2 separate regions of the Zea mays genome follow, and region 1 is linked to region 2. Evidence: chromatin contacts called from public Hi-C data. All regions are on one chromosome and are shown on one strand. Each heading gives the region's core, a stretch centred on a gene start, on an enhancer-like site or on the middle of the called end of the contact. The rest is flanking DNA. Distances are from core to core; before and after follow the strand shown.

What was found. Hi-C and Micro-C count contacts between places; a contact is called where the count stands out from the background.
Region 1: a Hi-C map of ear shows a contact between it and region 2, with 2.1 times the contacts expected there. The contact joins the promoter of LOC100282835 here to the promoter of LOC100216980 in region 2. A contact is called at or near these places in 2 of 25 Hi-C or Micro-C datasets (ear and tassel).

Annotation. Positions count from the first base shown.
Region 1 is chr1:80,064,540-80,067,435 of Zm-B73-REFERENCE-NAM-5.0, reverse strand. It overlaps LOC100282835, which reads right to left and starts at 1,566. Exons shown (of 3, transcript NM_001155741.1): 1 at 1,266-1,566; 2 at 901-1,148; 3 at 91-790. The coding sequence starts at 1,529. The coding sequence ends at 220.
Region 2 is chr1:79,767,150-79,769,964 of Zm-B73-REFERENCE-NAM-5.0, reverse strand. LOC100216980 reads left to right here and starts at 1,484. Exons shown (of 10, transcript NM_001143359.1): 1 at 1,484-1,671; 2 at 1,736-1,934; 3 at 2,036-2,196; 4 at 2,307-2,452. The coding sequence starts at 1,566.

The DNA.
Region 1 (2,896 bases), core at 317-2,816, 300 kb before region 2:
GAGCAGAGGGGGAGGTGGGTGGGCAGAGGGATCGGACCAAAATAATCTGTGGACGCCTACAATAACGTCTTAAGAAGTAGTATAGAGATTGGAGGAAGAAATTAACACTCTCTTTAATATTAGATACGGAAGGTATGGATATGATTGGTGAAGATTGAGATTGATTGATTTATCGATATGTTGGGTAATTATTTTTTGATGGAAGGAGCAACTAGATAGCTATATCCTGAGGCTCTGGATGAACCGTGTCCCTTGCTCCAGCGCGTTGAAGTTGCCCTTGATGTACTCCTCGATCTCAATGGACCTGTAGCGCGCGCGCGCGCCCTGCTGGTCGAGGAGCCCCGGCAGCGGCGCCACCAGGCCCCCGACGGACGCCTCCTGGAACACGACGACGGTGGTCCGAGCCCTCTCGGCGTCCGGGAGCACTCGGTGCTCGACGCTGGCGTAGGCGCCGTTGGTGAGCACGTCCAGGATGTCGGCGACGTTGACGACGAAGGCGCCCGGCAGCGGGCGCACGGGGAACCACCTGCCGCCCCTGCGGATCTGCAGGCCGGGCGTGTCGTCCACGTGCAGCAGCAGCGTGAGGCCCAGCCCGTCCGTGTGCGGCGTGATGCCCATCACCTTCTCCCGCTGGCGGCAGGGCGGGTAGTGGTGGACCGCCATGCTCTGCCGCTTCCCCGTGAAGGCGTCCTGCAGCGCCTCCGGCTCCACCCCGAGGTCGGCCGCCATGAACCCCAGGAGCCGCATTGCGAGGCCGATCATCTCTACCGAGTAGACGTCGAGCGCGTCCCTGATTAACAAACAGAGTCCGTGCGTGCGTGCGTGCATGGGAGACGTACGTACGTGTCAGATGATTGACTAGTAGAGACAGAGAGAGGCCAGGATATGCGTACTGCAGACCTGAACGTGGGTGGATTTGTAGGCCACATCTCCATGTTCCTGTCCTTGACTGGCTGCGTGATGAGAATCATGCTCTCTGCCCAGTCCAGCTTGCCGCTGGACGCTCTGCTGTAGTGGTGCCCGAATCCTTCGAAGCCGTTCCCTCGGACCGCCACCTTGGCCTTGCTGTCCAGCGGGGAGCTGAAGAACTGCACCGTGGCGTCTTTCATCCGCTGCACCACCGCTTCGTCCACTCCATGGTTTGTCAGCTGTAGACATGCATGCAGACGGGACAAATGTGATTAATTAATCGATTCTAAACAGATACTAGCAGCTGGCTACTAGAAGTTTAGAACTGAAGGAATCCGGGCGGGCCACGGGACGACCTGAAAGAAACCCCAGTTTCGGCAGGCGTCGCCGAGCTTGGCGACCTCCGACGGCGCCAGCTCCGGGTCGAGGAGCCTGGCCATGTCGACGACCGGCAGCTCGTAGCTCTCGTCCGCGCCGACGACGACGCCGTCAAGGACCTCCTCCGTCCGGACGTACTTCTCCGGGACCTGCTCCGGGTTGGCGAACGCTGCAGCTGCAGCGTCGGTGATCTCATCCCTGTTGACAATACTGTCATAGTTAGGAGCCTCGGCGGCCTCCATTGCTCTGCGTCTGCTATAACTGCACCTCCTAACTCCAGCGACTCCTTGTACTGAGATGATTGATCTGCTCCTGATTTATAACTGTTTTCTGGCGGTTGTTGCCGGGTTCCATCGCCTTACCTAACACATCATATCACTCGAGCCATGGCGCATAGGTGAGTGGTCTGCCGGCCCGACCTAAGTCCTAACACACCACGGAAGGCGACAACACGTTTGGTTGGTGGAACAGAAGCCATGAGTTCATGATGTGGAGACATCGCAATGTTATCTACATGAAAGCTTAGCGGAGACAGGACAAAGTGTGCACTTTTTCAGGTGCTCATGGAGTTAAAGCAAGATTGGTGCTATATACCATAAGACTTTCGGTTCCTTTCAAGTTCAGGAATCATTAGGACGGGGAACACCCGAATTATGCTTCCTAACTACGTAAATTTTTTGAACTGCCTTCCGTTGGAAAGTACATTACAACACACATGACCAACGAGGCGTTTGCTGTAATTTTGTGTTACCACCGCCGTGACGGATATATCTATACTATACCACGGTATAATTCATCAGTTTAAATTTTATAAAATACATTTAACTAAATTACTCTCACACTCGTAACATTCACAAAATTCACCAAATAAATTACACTCAAACATAACATACCATTAAAACCAACGGTTCATATCGCTGGATAATCATCTCTCTCTTAACCATTCAAATTCAATGAACAATATTATTCATCGCTCCCCTACCGTTCTCACCCTCCTCCCTCTCCCTTCGCGTCATCGCCGCTCCTCTCCCTCACTCGTGTTGCCGTCAGTGTCAACCTCTCGCCTAATGTCGATGTCGCTGTCGATTCTATCTGTTCTCGGGATCACAGCGTTAACACGAGCTATATGCTAGTTATTAGTAAGTATAATTGAATCCAGATTTCAAGCAACTTGCTCGCCTCGCAGTCTCAGTCACCCATTGGCACGGTTCAGAGTTCTCGTCTCCACGCTCAAGGGTACAAGTACAAGAGGAAGACCTGGGATGGGCCTTGTTCTCTTGATTGGGTCACACCTCTGTGACACTATGAAAATCATTAAATAAAAATAATACATTTAGTTAATAATGATATTTATGGTAATTAATTTTCTCTGAAGTGTTCGTTATTTATTTGCCTTTGGAATAATTTTTGATTGCGCATGATTGATTTTCGGATATTTAATAGCATTTCTTGTTAAATGAAAATCCTAGTAAAATAATAATATAATTATTGGTCCAAAAATAAATATTTTAGTTATATGAATTATTATGATTTTTTTGAATTATTTAAAAATATAGTTATTTATATTTTAAATAGAAAAGAAAAGAAAGAAAAAAAAGAAAAGAAAAAA
Region 2 (2,815 bases), core at 235-2,734:
CGGGTATTTTTATATTCGGGACGGATACGGGTAATACCCGGATAGTGCATCTTCGGATTCGGGTCGGATACGGAGCTACTACTACCCGGTAAATACCCATATATTCGGGTCGGATACGGGTACCAGAAATTCGGGTACCCGTTTTTTCTTTTTCTGCATAATAATATAGTTATAAAATCATAACTTTTACATATGAAATCGGATGAAGATAAAGTTTATATGAAAATTGTAAAGCTCGAAGAGATCTATAACTTTGTAGTACATAACATTTTTGTTTAAACATATATTTAGGCCAAAATCATTGAAATAATGTCGAAATTTATATCAAAATAATAGACTTTATCATTTTCATGGGGACTTAAGATTATCTCCATGTGGGAACTTAAGAATATCTTTTTATAAACTATTTATTAATATTGGTAACTTATTTGTAATTTTCGGTCGACGCTACAATATTTTTATGATTTTCTATAACAAGAAATTAGTAATACACTAAATAGCCTAAAAAATTTATGAATTTTTACAGGGACACAACATATATCCACATATAGTTCTAAAAAACATTTAGACTATAAAATCTATAAGATGTTGGTGTTTCTTCCATTCCACTCCCACTTATTGTATGAGTTACACGTGAAATCATTTTATGTATCGAAGTTTCAACATAATCAATATTTCACTTATCATTTTCATGTGGGGACTTGAGGTTATATTTGAATAGAATGTTTATTTGTTTTGGTAAGTTTTTTGCAATTTTGGGTCAAAACTAGTGTATTTTATGAATTTTTATTATAATTTGATGATTTTATGTAGAAAAAAATTAATAATGTATAAATAACCTCAGAAATCCATGAAATTATACGAAGGCACAACATATGGCCACACATAGTCATCAAAAATAATGGGACCATAAAATCCACAGGATGTCAACGTTTCTTCTATTTTATTTCTACTTATTGCGTGAGTTACACGTGAAATCACTCTAAGTATCCAAGTTTCAACATAATCAATACTTCACTTTACCATTTTTATGTGGGAACTTGAGATTATCTTCTATTAAATATTTATTAGTATTGATAATTTACTTGTAATTTCGTGGTCGAACAAGAATATTTTATGATAACCAATTAATGCATTATCCGACAAGTATCCGATATCCGATCACATAATGTCTGTATCCGTCACTTATCCGCCCGGATAAATATCCGGTCCCTGTATCCGTATCCGTCCCGTTTTCAACTATCCGTATCCGATCCCAAATCCGTTTTAAATACATTAGGGTAGGATACATGATGAGCTAATATCCGTCCGTATCCGCCCGTTTTTACCCCTACTTTTTGGAGTTGCTGTTAGCAACCAGCCAGGGCGCTGTCTGTCAGGCAGGCAAGAGGCAAGCCCATTCTCGCCGTCTGGAACAGCCGGACAGGACCACGCCGGCCGCGGAGTTAACGGCACAGCGTCGTTTCAAAGCTAACCTCCCGCTCTTTCCTTTCTCTGAATCCCCTGCCTTCTCCTGCCTCCCCGTCCAAGATCCCCAAAACTACCGCCGCGCCGCCGCCGCCACCATGCCTCTGTCACACCGGAACCTCCTCCTCTTCATTCCCTCTGTCATCGTTCTCGTTGTCACCTCCGCCGCCGCCCTATCCGTCTCCACCCCGGTTGAGCTCACAGGTAAGTACGCCTCTTCCCACCATCGAACCCTTCAAGGCCCTAACCCTAGTCCGCCCTCTCGTAGTCACCTCGCATCCGCCGGCCTCCGTCCACCTCCCGCACGCGCGACCCCTCGCCGGTGGCGGTACCGCCGGGCCCTACTGCACGCGTGTTCTCCTCCAAGGCCGCCCCTCCCGCATCCGCGACCCGTCTCGCTTCTTCCACGCGCTTCGACTCCGCGCCAACGCCACCCGCCCCCACGGCCTCGAGCTCTGCTTCCACAGGTTAGTGAGACGGGGAACTGAACTCCAAGCTTCCGTGGCGTGTATCGCTAGCATCTGTGCCTCGGGCTAATTTCTTTGGTTGGTGCACTTTGTGTTTGTAGAAATGCCACAGTGGGGCCATGCAAGTGCGCCGCGTCCCAATGGCAGAAAATGCCCAAGAGCGGGCTCTGGATGCAGGTCATCTCACCATACGACTACCGGATTCTTGATTTCCGAATGCCTGCTGACCCTTCGAGGTCTGTTGTGGTGTCCACTGAGGAAGGCATGATTTCTTCCGTTTCCTTTTTCTGTTGCAGTTCTAGTTTGTTTCCCTCTGTTTCCTGCAGTTCTTGTTTGCAGGGTGTGATGTGTCTTTTGTTGTTGTGTATGCAGAATTCTTGCTCCACAGGGTGGTGTTCTTTGTCGTAGGATTGGTGCTCATGGTGGTGGCACACACATTGAGCGAGTCTGTAGTGTTCTACTATGGTGGAGCAATGACTATTGGCATTTTCCTTGTGATACTGATTATACTCTTTCAGGTAGCTTATAATCCTCTTCACTCTGCTCTATATATCAGTAGTTGAGCACTTCAGCTGATGGTTGGTATTGATAATGGTGGTTGGTGCCATTCTTGTAATGGTTCAGTGGAGCTCACTTACTGTCTTATATGAAACTACCATTTGGATTATGAAGTATTTGAAGGTTACATACGAATGTCTTGGGAGAAAATCCCAAATTTGCAATGTACTCAAACTAATATATAACTTCGGAAAAAGGCTCCCTCAGTGTCAATAGTGATTTGTACCTATGTTTTTTTTAAGATGACAGTATTACTGTAGTTGATTGGCAATGCTGTGTGCCACTAGTTATAGTCACAAAGTTCATTCTTTTCTTAATGAAGC